3 separate regions of the Sus scrofa genome follow, and regions 2 and 3 are each linked to region 1. Evidence: chromatin contacts called from public HiChIP or PLAC-seq data. All regions are on one chromosome and are shown on one strand. Each heading gives the region's core, a stretch centred on a gene start, on an enhancer-like site or on the middle of the called end of the contact. The rest is flanking DNA. Distances are from core to core; before and after follow the strand shown. Region 1 holds the start of IPO13 (importin-13). Region 2 overlaps ST3GAL3 (ST3 beta-galactoside alpha-2,3-sialyltransferase 3). Region 3 overlaps ST3GAL3 (ST3 beta-galactoside alpha-2,3-sialyltransferase 3).

Region 1 (4,464 bases), core at 1,013-3,512:
AAGGCCCGGGTGGAAGGAAGGGCTCCAGAGGGACGGAGCTGAGCCTGAAAGGAGCGTGGAACAGCCCGAGAGGCCCGGACTCTCCCAGGCACAGCTGCTCCCATCCACTCCACCGGCCCCATTTAGCATCCCCCAGAATCACCCCCAGGTCACTCCAGATGCCGGCACCAAAGCCACTGTGAAATCTGAGCAGGACTAAGACTTTGCTAGGCAGCTCTAGGCAGAGACAAACTGGAGGGAGGGGAGGGTGAGAACACGCCTCAGACAGCACAGGAGAGGGTCCAAGAAGCTGGCCAGAGCAGTCTTGGCCTGCAGCCCTGGCAAATGCCTCGCCTGGAGCTCTCAATTAGACAAACCCCCAGGGTCCCCATTCCACTGGGACTTCACACAGTAAGAAAACAGCCGTTTATCTCCCTGGTAGCACATGGAACAGTGCGCCACCATGCCAACACTGCCCAGCCCCGGGGGGGTGGAAGAGGGAGACCAGACCTCTCCCCCTCAACGCAGGCTCCACTCAAGGAGGCTCAGCCCCGTCTGTACCTCTGACAGTCCGTTATGGCCACTGTCCCTTGTCTGGCTCCCCGGGGATGCTGAGGCAGGCGGAGAACAGAAGCAGAGAGACGCATCCTCACCATTTGGTATGGCGCACAGGGCTCGAGAATGACAAATGAATATCTGCAACCGTTCTCTGCTTTCCAGCAAGGGAGCCCCATCTCCCCATTCATCCCAGGGGACATGCATGTCTGCATGGCAAGCCTCTGGGGGCAGAGCCCAGGAAAAAAGAAGTTCAAAAAAAAAAAAAAAAAAAAAGATGGACTGGGCAGTGGGGAGAGCCTGGGAGTGCCGTGGCAGGAAGCCATGCGGGCAGGTGAGTAGGGAAGGCCCCTGGAGCTGCCAGCAGGACCAGGCCCCTTGGGCAAAATAAAGGGGACCAACCAGGAGTGGTCTGGCTTCGGTCCAATAAACGAAGGCCCCTTCCCCAAGGAAGAGTGAAAGCACCATCCAGATCGTTTTAGCTCCAGGTTATTCTCTGAGCCCTTGGCTCAACAGAACAGGTCCAGGAGGGTTCAGCATCGCCATGGTTTCTGAGGACTGAGCTGCAGGTCTCCTGGGTTCCTGATTTCTTACTGCACTGCTCCTGCAGTTCCCATGGAGCTGGAGGAGAGCCAGTCTGGCTGGAGAGCTACACGGGGAGCACCCTGGGGGGGCCATCCCGAGACCCTAGAGTATCCACAGAGGACCCAGGTCAAAGAAAGGCCAAAAATAGCCTATTGAGAGGCTACTGCTGCCCAGAAAGACAGCAAATGCCAGGTGCTCTGGAGGCACCCTCCCAGCGGGCACCCAGCCCAGGCCTAGGCTCTGGCATTAGTGTCTGTCCCCAGAACTTCTGCTCTGTCACTGGAGTGCCCACCCCAGGGCCCTCATACCTTCTCCACGTTCTCCACAGTGAAGTCCAAGGCTGGTGCCGCTCCAGCCCCTGCAGCCCCCGGCTGCTCCTCCCGCCGCTCCATCTTTGCTCCCTCCCCAGCAGGGAGGTGGACCGTGACCTGTCTCCTGCCCCAGCCTCTTGGCTGCTGGCCCCCCTGCTAGACCCCGGCTTGGGTGCCCAGGGAGAGCTGGGGTGACAGGGGACCCAGGGCGAGCATGGCTGCCGAGGCCTCCCCACCTCGGTGGGGGGCGGGGGGCTTGCCAAAGGCCAAAAGGGGTGCCCTTCGGAGAAGACCCACGGAGGGGCACTCCTAGGAGAAAGCCACCGGTGCGGAGTTCGCAAGCGAGGGGTCCTAGTGGTAGGTCAAGGCTCTGTCCCCGGAATCTATGAGGAGAGAGTCACAGGGGAGGGAGGCCTGGGAGAAACCGAGGCCCCGGCCCGCCAAGGGTCACAGGGTCGATGGCCTGTACCCACAACACCCTCTTCTGAGTGAGCTCTCGGGTCCTAAGAGGAGGTCAAGGGGCTGGGGGGTCACGGGGGAAAGAGCCCTTCGCAGGTTACGCAGGCGTCCAACGAAGCGCGGGGCTGCAGCTTCGCAGGTCTGGGGCGAAGAGTCCGGAGAGTTGAGGGGCTGCGGCAGGTTCCCTCCGCTCGGCCCGGCCCGCGCTCTTCTCACCGCCGAGCTCCGGCCCCGCTGCCGCCGCTGCCTCCGCCCCAGTGACTGACAGGCGAGCCGGCCCGGCCGGGACGGGGCGGGGACCTCAGAGAGGTGAGGGCTGCCCCGAGCGCCTGTCCTCGGCACCGCCGACACAGACGCCGTCCCCCCCGACCCGGCTCGCCTGCCCTGACCCGACCCGGCCCGGCGCAGCCCGGCACGGCCCGGCGGAACTGCGCGGCAACTCATTCCGGGTCTCCGCTCCCGTCCTCGCGCCAACACGCGCGCCCCCGAGCAGGCGACGGAGCGGCGCGCCGCTCTAGGCCCCCGCCGAGCCAAAGGCCCCGCAGCTTTGCACCCTGGGAAATGTAGTCCGTTTTGCGCCCAGCGAGAGGGCGGCGCCTGGTGGCCGCGGCCGGGAGCACGTGGGCTTGGGGCTGGCGGAGCCCAGCCAACCCCAGTTTTACCGCGGCTTCCAGCGCTCCCGGTCGGACCGGCGGGCGGCGCTGCGGGAGGGCTCCCTAGACGGCTGTGACTCAACGGGTTGATGGATGGCGCTGGGAACCCAGGCTGGAGGATAAGGTGTGTGTTGGGGAGAGGAATACAGGGGACCCCGGTCACTCTGGTGCTCCGCCGCGGGCACCACCTGGGGCCCGGAGAGGGGCCGTCTGGGAAGACGGCTTCCGCACCACCCTGAGAAGAAACGAAACTTGGCACGCCTCCGTAGTAAAAAAGGGTGGCTCTCGGGGCCACCCATCGAGCAACTGGGAAACCGCGTACCATGGACAGTGCTCGGAGAATTTCCTAGGGTTCTTGGGAGCAACTTCTGTTTCTGAGTGATTAAAGTAAGAATAGTTCCCATTGAAGTGCTAGCATCAGTGCTTTGCATATCTAAGGTCCACCTCTCTCAGCACCTCCGTGGTGGGTAATTTTCATTCATTGTTTTCCGGGGAGGAAGCCAAAGTTGGAGAGGGTCGCGCTTACCTCGTCCCTGGGCACACAACTCGGGTAGCCGAGACCAGCCCCACATCTGACTGGCTGCAGGCAGACCCAGCAGTCCCTGCCCCTTACCCTCCGCTTGACCTTTTCTTAACGCTTGCCAGGGAAAGGAAGTAATCGAACGGGAAAAGACCTCTCCCTGCGCTTGTGCTCAGTGGAGGAAGCGGGCCATAGGACTGAGGCCTGAGAAGGTGGGTGAAGGCCTCCCTGAGAAAGTCCAGAAACTGGCTCTGAGTTTGAAGAACAGCAAGACTGGGGAGGAGGGAGGCTTGATGAGCTGTTAAGCAGAGTCCGGTGGGGATCTAGTCATTCGACAAACCTTTAACAAGAAAATGCTTGACGTACAGATAGTTTGTGTTCACTTTAAGAGGGAATGGGGGCCGGGAGGAAGGAGGGGGATGAGTAACAGAGATGAGGTTGGAAAGACAAGTTGGGAACAGTAGTCTCTTGAAGGAATTTAGACCTTATCCTCAGTGCAGTATGAAACCACGATGGGGTTTCAAGTGGGCAGTGATGACTGGATTTGCATTTTAGCCTCTCTCTGTCCTACGTAGGATACATTGAAGGAGGAAGGGGTAGAGGCTGGGGTGTTTGGAAGGATGAAGCAGGAAGCCAGCCTAAGGGAGCTGATTCCAGGTCTGTGCACAGGGCTGTGAAATGCCTTGGTCCCGAGCCTGAGATTTCATTGTGGAAGGTGTGGAAGGGGGAAGGATCAAGAGCACAGATTCTGGACTTAGGTCTGTGTTCAAAACCTGTCTCTGCCACTTTCTAGCCATAAGACCTTGACTTTTTTGGAACTCACTTAAAAAAAAAAAAAAAAATGAGGACAGTAATTCCTCCAGGGAAGGACAAACTGAGAGGGTATATGACTAGAGTGCAGTCTAGAGGCTGCATCTTGGTCAGTGTGAATTTTCTTCTTGCTTCCAATCCATGGCTTCTTTCTGGTGCCTGGGGGTCCCCATGGCAGAGAAAGAAGCCAAGTCTCACTAACAATGGCTCCAGAACAGACTTTATAAAACCGCCTGGGACAGACGGATGGAGTGAGCCTGGGGCAGAGTTGGGGGCATTTCTGGGTACCAGTCCAAAGGGGCTTCCAGGAGATGTGGGTGGGAATCCAGGAGAGCTTAGAGCCAATTGGGAAATGAATCTTTTTGAGCTACTTACAGATGGGTTTGTCTCTCCTCTGAAGGATAAGAGTAGGACATATAGGGGCCGGAACCCGTGGCAACACTGGGAGGGGTCCCCAAATTGAAGAGAGAGCCTTTCAGGAGAGGGAGCTTCTCTGTTGGTCACCTGAAACCACAATCCATGACCATGACAAATGAACTTCTCAGTCTGACGTTTTTCAGCCTTCCAAAATAGTGTGCATTTGGCACAAAAC
Region 2 (4,464 bases), core at 1,113-3,612, 170 kb after region 1:
AGCTAATGCCAGATCCTTAACCCACTGAGCAAGATCAGGAATCGAACCCACAACCTCATGGTTCCCAGTTGGATACATTTCCACTGCACCACGAGAACCCCCCATCCTGAATTCCTAAAGTTATAAGTAACTATTATTCTTGAGTATTACTTAACAAGCAAATCCGTCTCAAGCCATCTTTGGTTAAACTTCACGAGCCGCATTACTGCTTTTCCTTTTGGGGTGACTTCGGCCTTGATGAAAGCTACAGTATGTGCTCCTCAAATGCCCCCAAAGTAATGAAAGATCAGTCCAACTGCTGGGATCCCCGTGGGCGGGAAGCCCCCAGCTCTCAGCCCTCTTCAGGAACTGCCTTGGCAGAAGAGGGCTGTCCTGCCCACCATCGTGGCCCTCCCAGGGTGACCTCGTCCAATGACCAGGGGCATCCCACTAGCCAAGGATAAACTACACAGGCATGGCGCCCCCTGCCCCCTCGCCCAACTCAGAAGGACCATCCCAACTCCACAGACCCCGTGGGGTCGCCTGAGGCCTTTCTTGGGACTCATCTCAGCCCAGCTTTTCCCTCTGGACAATCCTGCTCTTTCCTCTTTTTCATGTCCTCTCCTTCCAGGGGTGTTGCTCCCGAAAGCACACCCCAGTAAGCTTTCCGCACACTGATCTTTATCTCGGAGACGCTTCCCAGTGATCCCAACCCAGGACAGGCCCTGCATCCTTGATGCAACACTGTGTACCCGACCCTGCCTCTGGACATCTGTATAGGGCACAAATATCACATTTGCTTTTCTTCTTCTTCTTCTTTTTTTTTTTGGCTGCCCTATGACCTATGGAATTCCCAGGCCAGGGATTAGAGCCAAGCCACAGCTGCGACCTAAACTGCAGCTGTGGCAACGGCAGATCCCCAGCCCAGGATCTGGGCCAGGGACTGAACCTGTGTCCCAGCGCTCCCACGATGCCGCCAATCCCACTGTGTCACAGCAGGAACTCCGACAGACACCATCTTTTCTAATCAAAAATAAAAACACAGGAGTTTCCATCTTGGTTCAGCAGAAATAAACCTGACTAGCAACCACGAGGATGCAGGTTCCATCCCTGGCCTTGCCCAGTGGGTTAAGGATCCGGTGCTGCCGTGAGCTGTGGTGTAGGTCCCAGATGCCGCTCGGATCCCGCGTTGCTGTGGCCGTGGCGGAGGCCAGTGGCTGTAGCTCCGATGTGACCCCTAGCCTGGGAACCTCCATATGCCTCAGGTGTGGCCCTAAAAAGACCAAAAATAAATAAATAAATACGCAAAATCACAATGGGATGGAAGTTCTAAAATTAAGACTCTACAAAAACTCAGGATGTGCTATAGTATTAAAAGACTAACTCTCTGCAAGAAAGTAAGAGACCACAACCACCCTGAGAGCCCCTCTAAGAAAAGGATCTCTGAAGTCATCTTAAAGGAAATAGCACCACCTTGCTTGTAATCAAGTGAAAAATTAGTCAATATATAACAAAGCGCCACCGAACAAAAATTATGGAGGGCCCAGCATCCCTGTGTACTGTTATCTGGTCATCAGAGCCGTCACTTCCGTGCCTGTCACGACACCGTGCCAAGAGCTTTAAATGAACCATCTCACTGCATCTCCCTAACTAGTACTGCAGGTGACAAGATGAACCGCCTCACTGCATCTCCCTAACTAGTACTGCAGGTGACAAGATGAACCGCCTCACTGCATCTCCCTAACTAGTACTGCAGGTGACAAGATGAACCGCCTCACTGCATCTCCCTAACTAGTACTGCAGGTGACAAGATGAACCGTCTCACTGCATCTCCCTAACTAGTACTGCAGGTGACAAGATGAACCGCCTCACTGCATCTCCCTAACTAGTACTGCAGGTGATAAGATGAACCGTCTCACTGCATCTCCTTAACTAGTACTGCAGGTGATAAGACTCAGGGTCACTCAGGGTAAATAAATTAGCCAAGGTCACAGAGCTGGAGTCAAAGTGAGGTCCTGTTTACTCTGAAGCCTCTCGGCCCTCTAGGAAGTCTAGCATATTCTGGCCTACTGCATATACATCTAGTGCATTGAAGCTCTGAGGCGGGTTAAGCAGACAACCAGTTCAGTAAATAATTTGGGGGGGGTGGAGCAAGAGGCCAGGTATTTATGATTCCAAAATCCCTTTCTCTTTTCTCATCCCTCTACTGCCTCCACTGGTGACAGGCACAAGCCCTGCCTTTAGGTGTACACAGCCTAGCGACCGAATTAGTGGAAGACCAATGCCAGGCACAATTATGCCAGAAAGATCGAAGCACAAAGCCTGCAGAGGCAACCAAAAGGTTCTTCTGCCCTCTTGTGGCTCAGGGAGACGGCTACATACAAAGGTCCTTTAAAAAGCTAAAACGCCATATAAAGGCACTTGGCAGTCAGACAGAACAGCAGGAGGCAACGGTGATTGGCTCAAAATGGAGAGATTTAATATCTCACAAATTTGATTATGCCAATTACAGCTTGCAATAAGAAAGAACACTAGAGTTCAGAGAAAACCAACACAGAGTACTCTGCCGTGAGAACACAGTAGGCAGCCACATCCTTTGGGAAGGCTGATAAAAGTTGAAGGCATTCTAAAGCTCCTGATCCTTGCTTTTCACACTTAACAATGTATTTTCGAGCTCCTTTCGTATCAGCACATTCAGAGCCTCCTCACATTATTCAGATGCAAAGCACCCCACTGGACGGCTCAACTGGCCCCTGCTGCTGTCCGAAGCTGCTTCCAAACTCCTGCTATTAAAAACAATGCTGCAGAGTTCCTGGGGTGGCTCAACGATAACAAACCTGACTCGTACCCATGAGGACTCGGGCTTAATCCCTGGCCCCGCTCGGAGGGTTGAGGATCCGGCCTTGCTGTGAGCTGTGGTGTAGATCGTGGACGCGGCTTGGATCTGGCATGGCTGTGGCTGTGGTGTAGACCAGCAGCTGCAGCTCCCATTCGACCCCTATCCTGGGAACCTCCATATGCCGCAGATGTGGCCCTAAAAATAAAACCGAACAATCAAATAAATAAAAACAGTGATGCAAAAAGCGAACCAACAGTGCTCATGTGGATAATCCGACACACGGATCATTTTGCCAACGTGCCAGTGTACTTCATACCTGCGGGGGAATCTCTGGAAGTGGAAAGGCCGGGTCAAAGGGCACGTGCAAGCCTGGGCACCACTTCCTTTTTGAAACTCCTTCCTCTGACTTTCCCTCCTGTCTCTCTGGCTGTCCCTTCTTAGGCGTCTTCCATGCTTTCTTTTTTTTTTTTTTTTTTTTTTTTTTTTTTGCTTTTTTTTCAGGGCTGCTCCTGTGGCATATGGAGGTTCCCAGGATAGGGGTCGAATCAGAACTACAGCTGCTGGCCTACACCACAGCCACAGCAACGCAGCATCCAAGTCGCGTCTGTGACCTACACCACAGCTCATGACACTGAGTGAGGCCAGGGATCGAACCCGCAACCTCATGCTACCTAGTTGGATTCGTTCCTGCTGCGCCATGACAGGAACTCCCCATGATTTCTTAAAAGTGTAAGAAACACCGTTTATTCCGGGTGACTTTCTAAGAGGTGACCACCTGTCACTCACCCTTTAGATGCTGCTGCCCCCGGGATTTGGTCCTTTGTCTCTTTTATCCTACATGCTCTCCTAGCTACCACTTCTCCTCCCCCAAGGCAGCCAAAGTTATCGTCATCAGGTTTTATGCTTTGTTATTTTACACATATTTATGCAAATCTATATGTACTATGTGCCTGTGTATGTAGAAACATGAATATACATGCACAAGACTCCCCCCCTTGCTATGTAAATACATATTATATTGGTATATAAATGGTACTAACCCAAATCGAAACAATTTTAAGGGGATGCTGCCAAGCAGCAATTTTCACAGGAGAAAACTGTGGCCCGCAAACCTTCTTCAACCTATAATTACCTGCCAGACAACTGGAGTGAACCCACAGGGGAGGACCAGAGCAGAGCAGTATGGTCTTGCACCCTAGCCTCCTGCTTCAAATGGTCTCACAAAGTAGCCACACACTAATTCAAGGGCTAGAGAAAGGACAGAGCAGAGGCCAGCAAATAAAAGATCAGAGTCTTCGGCAGCTGTGGCTACTTACCAATGAAAGGTTTTTGTTTGATTTTTTTTTTTTTCAACGCAAGTTGTCTAACCACACAGAAGTGGAAAGAATATAATGAGCCCCACCCCACAGATTAAACAACTAAACACCTGGTTTCCCGGTGTGGTTCTCCTTCCCTACCCTCCCGCACCCTCTTTATTTCTCCTTCTCCCTTTTTGGGCCGCATTATTTCAAAACACGCCCCTGACATCACGCTACTTCATCCCTGAATACTTTGTGCAGACAGGATTCTAACACACAGAGACATTTCCCACCTGACCACAGTATCATCGCATCCAACAAAGTTAATAGCTTCTCAATGCCATCCAG
Region 3 (4,464 bases), core at 1,000-3,499, 150 kb after region 1:
AAAAAAAAAAATACACTGGTCCAAAACAAATCTGGCTTTTACTCTCTTAAAAGGGCAAAGTTTTATTGGACTATTGGCCTGTACCTAATAAGAGATAATGATACACTTAGAAAACAAAGATTTTCTTTTCTTTCTTTTTTTTTTTTTTGTCTTTTTGCCATTTCTTGGGCCGCTCCCTTGGCATATGGAGGTTCCCAGGCTAGGGGTCTAATTGGAGCTGTAGCCACCAGCCTACACCACAGCTCACAGCAACGCCGGATCCTTAACCCACTGAGCAAGGCCAGGGATCGAACCCACAACCTCAGGGCTCCCAGTCGGATTCATTAACCACTGCGCCACGACGGGAACTCCAAAAGATTTGTGTTTTAACGAAATATTTTCTTGTGCTTCATATTGTCTTAATCTGGTCTCTGATTACTTAAGAAAATAAAATCTTCTCAATGTTCAAAGAGTTAAGTTTTGCTTACAACTATCTGACTTTTTGTATTTGCCTTTGAAATACATGACTTGTTACTTTAACCAAATAAAGATGATTAAATATCATTTCATAATAGTCTATGATCCTATTTGATCAAATGTCCAAAACCTTTGGATATTTTCTACAAACTTTCCCAAAATCAAGTTCTAAATGAAGCCTTTGTGACCTTGCACCAACCTGGGATTTTCCACAGGGCCCCTGGAAAATCTCAAAGAATTTGTCTCTCACTGTGAAAAACTTTAAACTAATCAAGCTTATTTGTTAAATTACATCAGACACTTGTCGAGTAAGGAGTACTAAACCTTTTTACCTTATATTTGCTATAGGTATATGTTAATAAAAATGTTCTGAAAAACATTTTAAAAAGTGTATGAAATTCCTGAAATGCTAAGATGTCCTGATTATAATGTCATCAGTCATAATTTTAAGATGCGTGGCATAGGAGTCAACAGAACCCCTTGTCAATTCCATTATAATGAACTCTCACTGGATTTTTAATAACAGGCATTTTCAAATCTTTTTGTCACTTATAGGCAGTTATTGCTTTACACTGATGCTTCAATGACGCTTCATTTTTAAAGAGATTCATGTAAAAAGCTCTGACAGGTACTCTGGAGTACAGGTTTTTGATAATTTTAAGATTTCTAAAACTAATGGAACTGGGTAAGGATTTCTAAAACTAATGGAAAACCAATTTCTTTAATGTTTTCTTTTCCAGGGGTAAAGGAACCCTCTTCCCCCTCTCCTTTAATCTATCTAAAACTCACAGCAATTTGGTAAGGTGTACATTTGCAACAGAGATTGAAGCACTTATCTTTTTCCCCCCACTTGGTTCTCCCAGAGCTCTGAAACCCTTATTAAACACGCTGTTTTCCCAGACAATGTCTATATTTGCAAAGGTTCGATGGGAGTCCGCTCCTGGAAGAGGATGCCCTTGGCTCCTGCTCCTTTCAACCCACAACTGATACAAAAGGGAGACACAACCCTGCATTGCAAAGGCTTACCTGTATCTACTAAAAATTACCAGGCTCTAGTAGAGCCCCTGTCGCAGCATGTTTCCAGGAGACAAAGACCGCAAACATTACACTCTACAACCTGGAGCTGTTGTGTCCTAACTGGAAGAGGCATTTCAAAAGAACTCTCCTCAGCCTCACTGGAAGGGCCCCTCTTAGGTACTGTTAACTAATCCTTGTGCCACCAAACTCCAAAGAGCCGACTCCTGAATCCTCACGCCGGGCTTAAAGAAGCCACCGAACCCCAACTGGCCTCTGTGGGGACCCAGAGACAAAGCTCACCAGCTCTGAGGCAGACAGCATCTGAGGCTGACAGCTTTCCCAAGACGTGTGGACCAAGCCTGGGTACCTTTCTTTCAATACTGTTCTCACCCGGTCCCCCCCGCCCCCGCCTTCCATGGAAGGACAATGCCTTTGTCTTTATTTCCCAATCCCTTGTGAAAGGGGAAAGCTCTCCAATAGCAGGACTTACCAGCAGAAATATCAGTCTGTCCAAGACAGCAATGACCCTTCGGTTCACCCCCATATGTAATTTCATTCCAAACACTGCTGACGTCCAAACGGTTTCATGGGCCCATTTGATGGAGGCGGTGTGCGAAGCCTGCGTAAACTTACTCCCTGCTTCAATTTGACCCAAACTGTGGGATGGGAAAACAAGATCTTTCGAATATTTCTATGAAAGGATCAGTGGAGCCAGCAGTGGCAGTCACACCATTTGTAAAAGTGCTGACATATGTTTACATGATGACGTAAACCTTCAGTGTGTAACATCCTAACGTGTGAGCCTTGGTTAAGTAATGCCAATGCCTCAATGCCAATGAATGACTCCACGGACTGCTATGTATGCGAGGGCCTCACTGCACCCCTCATACCTTCCTAGATGAAAGTTTGGGGACTGCCTTTATGCTCGATAGCTAGAGAAGGGAAGGACGGTGCACCCTTGCCGCACTCCCTGCCTCGTTCTCCATAAACGACCAAGCAAGAGCCTCTCAAAGGTCCATCTCATTGAACCTTTACAACCGCCTTCAGCAAGAACTTCCAGGAAGCATACAAGATTCTGGTTTTGACTCTTTAGGGAGAGCTTTCTTCCCATGGATCAGAGTGAGAGCCAATGAACAAATAATCAGGAATCTCTCCTGACATTAGGAGTTAGCGGATTCCATCGCCAATGCAGTTTCAGCTCAGCAATGTTCACCTCTCTCACTGGCCAAGGTCGTTTGGGATGCCCTCAGAGTCCTTGCTTACTTACTCTCTGAACAAATCAGCATCTGTGCAACAGCAAACACATCTTGCTGCATGTGGATAAATGCCTCTGGGGAAGGAGAGACCCAAATGCATAAAATTAAAGAGCAAGCACACGAGTTACAGCAAATTGCACCTGACAATCTACTGTCTTTTATTTATCCACTGGCTGCCTTCAGGTCTGGACTCCTGGTTAAAAACCATCCTGCAAAGTGGATTTCTTATGCTGTTTTTCACTTTGTTCTGCATACCTGTTAAGCTCTGCACCTATTGCTTGTCAAACCTTTATCAAAATGACATTCCTAATAAGATGGTGCTGGCCCAGTGCTTCAAGATGATTTATAAGCACTTATGACCTTGACTAAATATGGACTTTTAGCAAGAAACTCCTGAGAGTTCTCTATAGCACCTTTCTTTGTTACTCAAATGTGACCTCGTGAGGTTTCAAATTTGTGTATTTTCCCTCTGGCAAGGAACATGACAACCAAGGAAGGGCTGAGGGACAAACTGCTACATGGAGACATCCTGATGTGATCACAAAGCTTTCACTGCTGGAACAGCTGAAGCAAAAGGTGGAAATGTGGAATTAACTGAAGACACCTCAGCTACAACTGGAGTCAAGACAGGCCTGTAGGAAGTGCTCTTACACCCTGCCATGAATCCTCAACTTCTCTAAACAGGAAGGGATGTGCCAGATCCCCAATAAAAGGTGCCTCTGAAACTGACACATTGCAAATCAACTATAATTTTAAAAACCCTTTTTTTTTTTTAAAGACAGTTACATTATCTATGTTAAAAAAAAGAAGAAGAAAAAAAGGTGCCTCGATTATACTACCCAGATGGAAGAAGAAAACCGTTCACCCCGTGATGGCCCAGCCAATCACAGGCTGCAGCAGTCCCAGCAGTGAAGAGCCTCTATGCTCTGGACTCGGCTTCCTTCAAAGGACTCTCTTGTTATCACAGCTCCTCCCAATTCCCCTCATTCTTCCTATAAGAACAAGTTCTCCTTCCCTTCTTCCGGATTTGCCTGTGGTTTGCCACAGCTTATATTTTCTGAATTGCCATCCCTCCATTATTTCCAAGTAAACTCGCTTTTGCTAGTAAAATAACTGGCTGTTAAGGTTGACAAGATACATAAAGTGTGATGTATCCACAAGGTTATTTCATCATAAAAATGAAGTCTAGACCATGGGTGACCTTGAAACGTGACGTGAAAGAAGCCGGTAACCAAAGACCACAGAATGTACGATTCCATTTACATGAAATGCACAGGACACGCAAATCTACGGGGGTAGATCTCTGGGGCTAGAGGTGGTTGGAGGATGGAGTCTGCCTACAAATGGGTACAGGCTTTCTCTCTGGGGTAATACACATTTCTAAAATTGATTGTGATGTCTGCATGCTCTGTGAATATGCCAAGAACCACAGAACGGCAACGTTCAGTGGGAGAATTATACGGTATATAAGTTTTATTTTAAGAAAGCTCTTATCATGGGGGTTTGGGATAGAAATGCTGTAAAATTGGGTTGTGATGACGGTTGTATAACTACAAATATAATAAAACTCACTGAGTTAAAAAAAAGAAAGCTGTTATCTTTTTAAATTTTTTCTTTCTTTCTTTCTTTTTTTTCACATCCATAGCATATAGAAGTTCCTGGGCCAGGGAATCAAATTCAAGCCACAGCTGTGACCTATGCCACAGTTGTGACCTATGCCACAGTTGCAGCAGCA

What was found. HiChIP or PLAC-seq counts read pairs in DNA pulled down with a chosen protein or histone mark.
Region 2: a contact with region 1 is called in an H3K27ac HiChIP or PLAC-seq map of alveolar macrophages. The contact joins the enhancer-like site here to the promoter of IPO13 in region 1. A contact is called at or near these places in 1 of 5 promoter capture datasets (liver), 9 of 47 Hi-C or Micro-C datasets (alveolar macrophages, brain, embryonic fibroblasts and 5 more) and 2 of 2 datasets of contacts at active chromatin or transcription factors (alveolar macrophages and skeletal muscle).
Region 3: a contact with region 1 is called in an H3K27ac HiChIP or PLAC-seq map of alveolar macrophages. The contact joins the enhancer-like site here to the promoter of IPO13 in region 1. A contact is called at or near these places in 7 of 47 Hi-C or Micro-C datasets (alveolar macrophages, brain, embryonic fibroblasts and 3 more) and 1 of 2 datasets of contacts at active chromatin or transcription factors (alveolar macrophages).

Annotation. Positions count from the first base shown.
Region 1 is chr6:167,345,543-167,350,006 of Sscrofa11.1, forward strand. IPO13 (importin-13) reads right to left here and starts at 2,263. Exons shown (of 19, transcript XR_298727.3): 1 at 1,428-2,263.
Region 2 is chr6:167,517,324-167,521,787 of Sscrofa11.1, forward strand. All of the region lies in intron 1 of ST3GAL3 (ST3 beta-galactoside alpha-2,3-sialyltransferase 3), which reads right to left. Among named protein-coding and RNA genes, the nearest start is that of ST3GAL3, 39 kb to the right of the region's middle. Within about 2 kb of position 2,363, at least 8 of the 83 cell types and tissues checked have an H3K27ac peak or open chromatin away from gene starts, as enhancers often do. A contact at or near this core is called in alveolar macrophages, where this site is marked.
Region 3 is chr6:167,499,477-167,503,940 of Sscrofa11.1, forward strand. All of the region lies in intron 1 of ST3GAL3 (ST3 beta-galactoside alpha-2,3-sialyltransferase 3), which reads right to left. Among named protein-coding and RNA genes, the nearest start is that of ST3GAL3, 57 kb to the right of the region's middle. Within about 2 kb of position 2,250, at least 1 of the 83 cell types and tissues checked has an H3K27ac peak or open chromatin away from gene starts, as enhancers often do. A contact at or near this core is called in alveolar macrophages, where this site is marked.